Regions from separate parts of the Triticum aestivum genome. Here region 2 is linked to region 1. Evidence: chromatin contacts called from public Hi-C data. All regions are on one chromosome and are shown on one strand. Each heading gives the region's core, a stretch centred on a gene start, on an enhancer-like site or on the middle of the called end of the contact. The rest is flanking DNA. Distances are from core to core; before and after follow the strand shown.

Region 1 (5,221 bases), core at 1,232-3,731:
AAATAATAATGAATTGGACAATTATTCTCATGCAAAAGAAAGAAAAGAATTCAGCGATAGCGATTATTCATCATTGAAATGCCCATAGACGTCGAAATGAAATGCTCCATGGAGCAAGAGAAGGTGAATGGGGGAGGCGTCAGGCTCAGCCGTAGGTTCTGTTGCGGGTTGCAGGCACATTAACTTTTCCTGATATTGCCATTCTTCAAGTTTTCGACGGTCCACACCATCCTTAGTATGGTATTAATTTGGGATTTTACTTCTGTTCGTAGCATCGTTTCGTGGTCGTCAATTCCGCCTTCACTATATAGTCAGGGAAAATGAATGTGCATAGTCAATTCGATGGCTGACCGGTCAGACAGAAGACGACACATAATATAATATAAATGACACACTAACGCACGCCCCTAGTCTTGGAAATATTAGACTCTCCATCGTTGCCGCTATTCCCCGAGTCTTCCACGGTCCACGCCACGCTAAAAAACCATTGGTACAAAACGATGTTTCGCACACATCATCATCACGGGATGACCGAAAACGATGCGAAACTTCGAACCTGCCATGGCTTAGAGAAAGAAACAAGCACGAGACTTGGCCTCTAAAACCACCTCTTGAATTGAAAAGTCAAGAGACAGGTCACCTAACCATCTCACAATCCCAAACAAACCAAATTAGACAATTTTTCACCATCAGAGAAATATTGCTTTTTCTTTTACATGAGAGAAATATTGCTTGTAGAATAGAAACATAGAAATAGTCAGCATGGAGGAAGGAAAGGTGAGAGGGAGGAGAGGGGAAGGAGGGGGAAGGGAAGGCAGTCAGCCGTTGTGGTGGGTGCGACTTTTTACCGGGCCGGCTGGGATGGATCCCGACCCTGACCCCAACCGATCCCAGGGATTGATCAAGGCCCCCTCCCCTACCTCGCTCGCTCCTGTGCTAGCTAGCTAGCTATCGTGAGCTATCCGGGGCACAGTTCTTACTTCTGTCACACTATTAGTTTGTTATCCTAAGCCCTTTGTATAGTATATATTACATTGGGGTCTTATTTCTATCACTAATATTAACTTGCGGTCACCATTTGCGTCTTTAATAATAAATTGGGCAAATTAACATAATTGGTATGTCCTTTTATCTAAATTTTTACATTTATCTAAAACATAATCTATATGGGTAGACGAATCAAATGAATATATATATACTGTAAAATATCAAAAGATGGAAATCGACGCTCTTAATTTTGAAAACTTAACCTTCATTATTGTTGTTGCCATTCTCCGGGTCTTCTACGGTCCACGCCACCCTTTCTATCTGTAGTACTTATTTGGTGCAGTCACTTCCATCTCCAGTATTTATTATATACATACAGTGTACATAATGAATACGTTGAGTTGACTGGCGATACAGAAGAAGCCATAAAATATATAAAACAATACATTAACACATGCTCATGGTCTTGCAACCGCTAGGCTCTATAGTTGCTGCCATTCTTTGGGTCTTCGATAGTCCATGCCACGCTTATAAATCATTACTACAAAATATCGTTTTGCACACATCATCATGATGACATCAATGAAAACGACGCACACCTTTATAACCGTCAGTCACAGCTTAGAGAAACAAACACGGGACTTGGCCTCTAAAACCTCTTGAAAAGTCAAGCGGCAAGTCACCCAACCATCTCGCAATCCCAAATAATAATGAATTGGACAATTATTCTCATGCAAAAGAAAGAAAAGAATCCAGCGATCATTTATCGCTGAAATGCCCATAGACGTTGAAATGAAACGCTCCATGGAGCAAGAGAAGGTGAATGGGGGAGGCGTCAGGCTCAGCCGTCGGTTCCGTTGTGGGCCATTCTGTGAGTTTTCGACGGTCCACACCCTCTACATGGTATTAATTTGGGGTTTTACTTCTGTTTTGTAGCATCGATTTGTGGCCGTAAATTCCACCTCCACTATACAGTCATGGGGAATGAATGTACGTAGTCAATTCGATAGCTGACCAATCAGATGGAAGACGACACACAATATAAATGACACACTAACGCACGCTCTTAGTCTTGGAAACATTAGACTCTCTATCGTTGCCGCTATTCAATGGGTCTTCCACGGCCCACGCCACGTTAAAAAAGCACTACTTCAATACGATCGTTTTGCACGCATCATCATCACGGGATGGCAGAAAACGACGCGGACCTTCATAGCCCGTCACGGCTTAGAGAAGCAAACAAACAAACAAACAAACAAAGAAACATGAGACTTGGCCTCTGAAACCTCTTGAATTGAAAAGTCGGAGACGGGTCACCTAACACCATCTCACAATCCCAAACAAACCAAATTAGACAATTTTTCATCATCAGAGAAATATTCCTTTTTCTTTTACATGAGAGAAATATTGCTAGTAGAATAGAAACATAGAAATAGTGAGCATGGAGGAAGGAAAGGGGAAAGGGGAGGAGAGGGGAAGGAGGGGGAAGGGAAAGCAGTCAGCCGTCGGTCCCGTTGTGGTGGGTAGCGGCTTTTTACCGGGCCGGCTGGGATGGATCCCGGCCCCAACCGATCCCTCCCCTACCTCGCTCGCTCCTGTGCTGGCTAGCTAGCTATCGTGGCCTTTTATTGCTGCTCCCCTCCTCCCTCCGTCCGCCCACTCTACTCGCTTTTGGGTGTCGTGGTGGATGGTTGGTTCCCTTGCGCTCCTTGTTGACACCCAACCCCACGGGAGGTAGCAGAGCGAGGGAGCGGCGGGGTAGTACCACTGCCACTGCATCATCCGTCCGTCCCCCAACAGGACAGAGAAAGAGAGAGGGCCGTGGCAGGACGCCAGCGGCAGGCAGAGGCTGCCACGCAGTGGGCGCGCCATAAAGGACCCGACGGACGGACGGACGGACGGACGGACTCCACCGAGATCCGGGAGCCAGCGCCGCGAGATCCGCTGCCGGATTCGCCCGCCCCCGCTCCGCTAAAGCTCGGTTCTTGGCGGCCTGCCGGCGGGGCTGAACTGGTTGTGGTGGAGCCACCTCCGCTTGGTCGTACGGGCGTGCCCATGGCGCGGGCGCGCTCGCTGGACGCGGACGCGGGCGAGGAGGAGTTCTTCGACTCCAGGGAGGCCATCTCGCCGCCCTCCGTCGCCTCGCCGGCCAGCTCCGGCCGCCACAGCGGCGACGGCGAGGGCTGGCTCTGCGGCGGGGCCCTGCTCGAGGTCTGGGCCACGGGCCCCTTCAGCGTCGAGGAGCGCCGCCAGCGGTTCGTCCGCTCCCTGGGCCTCCTGGATCCCGCCGAATCGGAGCCGCGCTCCAGGCCCCGCGCCGGCGAGGAGATCGTCGTCCTGGGGAGCCCCGGCGCGGCGCCGGCCTCGCCCGCCCCTCGTCTCGCGCGCGGGACTGCGGGGGACGAGGAGGCGGGGGCGCCCGGCCGAAGCGCCGGCGGCGGCGGCGAGGAGGGCCTGGAGTGCGTGTTCAAGAACCTGGACGACGGCACGGTCTTCGTGGTCCACGAGCTGGGCAAGGACGGCAGCTTCCGGAGCCTCAGGGAGCGCCGCTCCAACCGGACCGTCACCGCCGCGGAATTCGAGAGGATCTCCGGCTCCTCCCCCTTCATCCGCGAGATGATGCGCCGGGTGGACGACTCCTCGGACGAGCCCTCCACCCCTGAGAAGTCCTTAGCGGCGAGGAAGAGCCGCCGGAGGAGGCGGTTCGGGTGGCTCCGGAGGCTGGGCATCGGCGCCTGCGTCGTCGACGCCGAGGACGACGACGAGGCGAATTCGACCTCCTCCAGCTCCTGCCGGAGTTGCGCCGGGAAGCCCGGGAAGGCCCTTGACAGGGTCAAGGTCAGGCCATACAAGAAGCGGTCAAAGGAATTGTCAGCTGTGTACAGGGGCCAAGAGATCAGGGCGCACAAGGGCCCCATTGTGGCCATGAAGTTCAGCTCCGACGGGCAGTACCTGGCCACCGGAGGCGAGGACGGCGTGGTGCGGGTGTGGCGGGTGGTGGAAGGCGAGAGGCCCGACGAACTCGACTTCGCCGAGGACGATCCGTCGTGTGTGTTCTTCACTGTCAATGAGAACTCTGAACTGGCCCCTGTCAACTCCAGCGAAGGGACCAAGAGCAAACAGGACAAGAGCTCAAAGGGGCAAGCAGATCCGGCCTGCGTTGTGATCCCTCACCGCACCTTTGCGCTGTCTCAGGTCCCTGTGCATGAATTCCATGGGCATGATGATGCCATCTTGGATCTCTCATGGTCCAAAAATGGGGTGAGTTGCAGTCCAGACAGTGTGTTTCCATGCACTTGAAGGATCTACCACAGATGTTGTTATGCTCACCTAATCATCTATGTACACTTGGTTTTGTGCAGGACTTGATTTCTGCATCTATGGATAAAACTGCTCGATTGTGGCGGGTCGGGTGCAACAGTTGTCTCAAGGTTTTCTTCCACAATAACTACGGTAAACCCTTCGCCCCCATGAGCGAATCCATTTCACAACCTGCCGCTCTTCACCATATGATGCTGACATCAACTTTGTTATCTATTATGCAGTGACATGTGTTCAGTTTCACCCTACGAGTGACAATTATTTTATCAGCGGTTGTATCGATGGATTGGTTCGCATTTGGGATGTTCGTAAATGCCTAGTGGTAGACTGGGCTAATAGCAAAGAGATCATAACCGCAGTCTGTTACCGGCCTGATGGAAAGGTTCGCTTGAATATCCTTGTACTGGCCTGTTTTTACCAAGTGACCATTTGTTGATTCACTGAGATGCTTATATTTCTGCTGGTTTCATTCAGGGGGTAGTGGTTGGGACCATAACAGGAAATTGCCGCTACTACGATGCATCAGGTAATCATGAGTTGGTTTGTTTGTGAGATTTGAGTTGTACTTCCTGATGATTGGCAAACTAATGATTTTGGAAATAGTAGCTTCAGTCGACATCCTCATTTGTTTGTTAATATGTCGATATCGTTTGCTTTCATGAGGACATCCAAAATGTATATGCACATTAGTAATGATAGGGATACCTCATTTTGTCCTCGCTATAAAAATAGCGAAAGCAGGATTGTTGCTATCCTCTAGTTGCTACGCAAGTCATCCTGTTTGAGCTTATGGATGTAGTTTCCTTGGTTTTATTAGAAAGAAGATAACGCTCAGAGATTTTTCATCAACTCTAATCCAACAGTTGTTTCCTTGATTTTCCCTGTTTGCGCTCCTCTCCGTCCTGATGAATAA
Region 2 (5,221 bases), core at 1,487-3,986, 37 kb before region 1:
AAAGAACCTCAGCTAGTAGAGTAGACTGTAGGCTTAATTGTTGTGATTAGCGTCCTGGGGGTAGCCTTGCTGGTCAAAATCACATGTGCGCATGATCCATCACCACCTGGTTAACCAACCAATTTGTTTAGTCGTTTGTTAAGAGGTGGGGATGGACCGAAAGGTGCTGGAGCATTACGCACTTGCCAAGCTAGGCGATTGCTACTGGGAAAGAGCACTCGCCATTACCGCAGTCGCTCTTCGTAACTTTTTAGCGGAATCGAAAATCGAATTTCAGCTCGGTGAAACTGTCTATTTTTCTGTAAACAAGTATGAATATCATTTCTGAAACGAGAGAATGCAGATTCAAGACACCGACGGCGATAATGGCAAGACTAATTGACAGCCTGGTGGTCTGAGGTACTACCTCTCTCTCAGTTTACAGGACGTGCGCGTGTCCCTAGGTCGTCAATTTGACCAACCTAATACAAGTCATATATTACAAAAAATATACCAATATAAACTTCAGATGTTCTATTTTCAAACTGTATAATTTTTGTGTTATATAGTTTATATTAAGATTATAAAATTAGCAACCTAGGTATACGCGTAGAACTTGTAAACTGAAACGGAGGTAGTAGCTATCTAGCCACCACCATACATCTCGTGTTAAATTTACAACATTCATTGGGTGCATTTTAGTTTAGCATTAAGTTTGACGCGAATTCCAATCAAACGACTTCTTCCCTGGGACATAATCGGTCTTTGGGATGACAAATTGAAATCGGCCGAACTAGCACAAGGACGACACGGATGATGCACAGTACTTTCTTCAAACCATAACGTAGTGCATATAGATTTTTTGAAAACCCAACTCTCATAAACTCTTTATATGATATGGAACGAAGGGAGTTTTGAAACTCAAACAAGATAACAAGGGTGTACTTGTGTTCCCACCAAGCACAGCATTGTCTTTGTGCTCAATTTTTATCTTCCACCGAGGAAGGTGCCATGTTCCATCAGACAAAGCTATGCTTTCGTCGTCTAATTATCATTAATTAATCCCCTCCCACTCTAGCTACATAGTTAGAGCGCGACACACACTTACACCACAGTGATTATAATAGTCCTGTCAATAGTGGCATCATAGGATGGATGCATGATTGTTGGCTCGATCTTGATGAATGAGAGGGTGCTTGGATCCAAGTGACTTATTTTAGTCTGATTAAAAATAGTCTTTTTAAGAGGCTAAAGTTCCCAGCACCCCTGACTAAAGAGGGGCTAAAACTAGTCTTGAGACTAAAAAAATTTAGTCAGGGGTACCCTACAAAAATATGGATTAGTCATCTCTCTCTTTATTTAACTCCTCTCCTTTAACACATGTGAGTTCTGGATTGGAGAGTTTGGAGAATAATAAATGCTTATTAACTTAATTATAGTCTCTTTAGTATTTGGATCCAAGCATGGATGAGGCTAGCAAGTTTTAGTCTCACTATTTTTAGTCCCGAGACTAAAACGTATTCAAGCACCCTCTAAATTTTGTGAAACAAAACAGAACAGGCCACCGTGAAAACGTGCGTACCTGTCGGTGGGCACTCAGGACTGCTCGCTTGCTTCCTTGCTTTTACCTTATCTTGATTGGTTAATTATTAATCTGCTAGTACTCCTGTCATGTAAGCGCGACGACTAAAGCACGGTACTCCTGCTGCTAGCATTAGTGGAACCGTCAGATTAGCTTAGATACTACAAGGTTAAAAAAAGCATTAGTCAGTTAGAACATGCATGACTGCTCTACGGCCGTGTGCAGTGCTAGTTGCTACTCGAAACAGGTTCTCACTCCGCTTTATAGATAAAGTACACATCAAAGCTCACGGTACTCCTGCTACTAGCATTAGTGGATCCATTAGATTAGCTTAGGTTGCGAGAAAAACTTCTTACAGCCCAGATTTTGGGATAGCCGGACAGCATAAAAGCACGTGACTGTGTTGTGTTAGAGTTGTGTCGAATATTGTGTACGAGTTAGGTTACAATTGGACTTATAATTGTATTGTGTTTAGATAGGATATGGAGTCGTGTCCTAATAGGACACTTGTATCCTAGGCCTCTTATATATAGCGGAGCTCGACACACGATGTAACCTATGCCAACATAATAGCATCGGAACGCAGGGGAAGCCGGCGGCATGTGCCGGTGTCCAGGGCGACCGGGTGCGGTATTGTGACGGTGTCACGGGAGGAGCGCCCGTAGTCAAGCCCCGGGGATGTAGCCATATCGGTGAACCTCGTTAACAAATCTCGGTGCCGTGCTCGTGTGATTGCTTGGTTCTCGAATGATCGACGGTATGCCTCGGATTTATTCTAACAAGTGGTATCATGAGCTAGATTGTTCGGAGGTGCTAATCGTGTTGATCTAGAGGAATCATTGAGTTTGAGATGCAGCCGTGCTACGGACGTGGTTCTCGACGAAATTGGAGAAAAGCAAGATCAGTAGAAGGCACGTGTGCTTATGGCTGCAGCCGTTGACGTCGGCGGAGTCGATCAATCCAGATCGGTCCTGGTGGCGTGTGTGGCAAACCCTAGGCGAGAACGGGTTACGACGTTGGGCGCGCGCGATCCGGTCGAGTGAGGCGGCAGTCGTTCGCGTGGATGTGCGTGGCATTGACAAGTCGAGGCCAAGGCCGGCTAGTGGGCTGGGCCAGCGGCGCTACAGCTCTCTCTGGGTGGTGGCAGTGCTACACTGGAGGGCCAGGCCCAGGCGATGGGCTAGATGATTTGTGGGGTTCACGCATGCGCGTGCGTTGCGCGGAAGGGAGCTGGTAATGTTGTGGAGCCCAAGCAAGGCATCGTGAGGATTTGTTTGAGAAAAAAAAGATAGCAATCAGGACCACGTGTGTGCACAGGAGCAGTTTTGGTTCGGTCAATTCGATCAATTTTCTGCTACGAAGTGCACGGAGAAGCAATAGCAAATAGTGACAGGAAAAAGGGGAAATTTGTGCAGTTTGCATGGGAGTTTTTTCTGGGTCGGTTTGTTGAGATGGTTTGAAACACGTGGATAGGTTGCGGAGGCCTGTGGGGCTGAGTCGGACTAGACAGTCTGACGGATCGACGCAAGTCGGTTGGTACAGAAGACGGTGCGGGATCGGCGACGGCGGCATAGGAGCGTAATGCTGATGGTGACCGATTTCTGGGCGTGGAAACACGTGGCGCAGGCCCGAGGCTTGTGTGGCTTCGACAAGACTATGGCATGTGGTTGATTCAAGACGGCGTACGCATGTGAGCTTGAAATCGACGGGACGCGAGGGTGGACTGATCATCTACCATGGAGTCATGTTGAAGGTGGAGCTGGATTGACGGGCTACAGTGTAAGGATCCAGAGAATCGAAGCCTATTCAACTGGGAATAAGCGAGGGACACGTAATTCGGACTGGAGCCCAGTGGTTTGATGGAGGTGTGAAACTCGTCATCGGTCTGTGATGATCAGTGGTACTCTGCAGTGGGGTTGAGTGGTGTTGGTCCGCGGCCCTTGAGACTCGACCGGGACAGCGGAGGCTCGACACGGTAATAGCGGCGAGGCGTGCGGTATGCACGGGGCATGGAGACGGGCCAGGGCTCTGGTGGTCATACATGTGGTGAGACAACTGCGAATTTGACTCGGGATGACTACAAGCAATGGTGAAATTTCTTCAAGTTTCAGACAGGCGGTCAAGAAAGGAGCGGTGATGTTGAGTTCAGGTAACTCTTATGCATGACACCCAATATGTGAGTTATTCACTTTCACGCAGGTCAGTGATCAGTGTGTGATGACGTTGGACTAATACTCTGGAAGTTGGGAGCACCTAGAGTAACAAGGAACTTAATTTTGCTCGAGCGTTGACTGTGGTCAAGAAAAGAAGGGACTACAAGTTGCAGGCGGAGTCACATGGAGTCTTTGGAGTAGCAGCGGTTCTCATGGGATAAACTCAAGTCCAATGTACATGGAAGTTTGATGCATTGACGAATTCAAGATGATGGAGAATATTCGCCAAGGTGGAGTTTGTTAGAGTTGTGTCGAATATTGTGTACGAGTTAGGTTACAGTTGGACTTATAGTTGTATTGTGTTTAGATAGGATATGGAGTCGTGTCCTAGTAGGACACTTGTATCCTAGGCCTCTCATATATAGCGGGGCTCGACACACAATGTAACCTATGCCAACATAATAGCATCGGAACGGAGGGGAAGCCGGCGGCATGTGGCGGTGTCCAGGGCGACCGGGTGCGGTATTGTGACGGTGTCACGAGGAGGAGCGCCCGTAGTCAAGCCCCGGGGATGTAGCCATATCGGTGAACCTCGTTAATAAATCTTGGTGTCGTGCTCGTGTGATTGCTTGGTTCTCAAATGATCGACAGTATGCCTCGGATTTATTCTAACAAGTCGAAACATAACATAGGCAGGCTTGAATACAACATCACGGCACGCCTTATAAAAGTTAAGCTCCACAATAACACCTTCAGGAGGGAAAATGGTGCTAAGAGTCGTTGCTATTGAGTTCTAGACGGGCAAGGGTGTTCGTCTGGAACCTGACACTAAGAGAAGAATCATGACAGATACATTTAAGATATATGGGCCATCCATTTTAGTGAACCAACGCATTGGATTGACCAATACTACCACCCAATTTGTGCAGTATATTAAGGCATTAAGGATATTTTAGGCAGTTCACAAATCAAACTCAGCTCCCCGACGACATGCGAGGTTATTGACGCAGGCACACCTTGGCGATATGACGCAGCCACGCCGCGCCACGCCGCCCGGCGGCCATCCACTGACGCATATGAACTGCTCTCTAAATTGCACGGAGCCCCAGGCCACGGACCTTACCTCCATCCGCTGCCCTGAGATCACTTCCTCCCTGCGTCGTCAAGTCAACGACTTCCTCTCCCTCACGTAGATAGTTCGGTCCTTCACCTCTCTCTCCACTGTTAGATGTGTGTGCCTGCTGATGGATGGTGCGCATCTGTGCTAGCTAGTTCTGAATGTCTGTGTGTGTGCTTGCGGATTAGTAGTTTGCGTGGTGGATTGGTGATGGATTAGTGATGAAATACTCAACGAATCAATCCAGTGGCGACATAGGCTTGACACTTCAACCAGCGGATCTTCTGATGTGCGCGCCGGGAGGAGAGCAGGCAGCGTACGTCGGGACGGCGGAGGTTGTGGGGGCCGGCGGCTTGCAAACGGCTTTGGGCATTAGGATGGCGAAGGTTT

What was found. A called contact is a pair of places that touch in the nucleus more often than the background predicts.
Region 2: a contact with region 1 is called in a Hi-C map of leaf, with 2.1 times the contacts expected there. The contact joins the enhancer-like site here to the promoter of LOC123106025 in region 1. A contact is called at or near these places in 2 of 5 Hi-C or Micro-C datasets (leaf and root).

Annotation. Positions count from the first base shown.
Region 1 is chr5A:690,175,616-690,180,836 of IWGSC CS RefSeq v2.1, reverse strand. LOC123106025 reads left to right here and starts at 2,481. Exons shown (of 7, transcript XM_044528222.1): 1 at 2,481-4,248; 2 at 4,350-4,440; 3 at 4,533-4,690; 4 at 4,783-4,834. The coding sequence starts at 3,043.
Region 2 is chr5A:690,212,441-690,217,661 of IWGSC CS RefSeq v2.1, reverse strand. No RefSeq gene overlaps it. Among protein-coding and RNA genes, the nearest start is that of LOC123106025, 37 kb to the right of the region's middle. Within about 2 kb of position 2,736, at least 6 of the 8 cell types and tissues checked have an H3K27ac peak or open chromatin away from gene starts, as enhancers often do. A contact at or near this core is called in leaf, where this site is marked.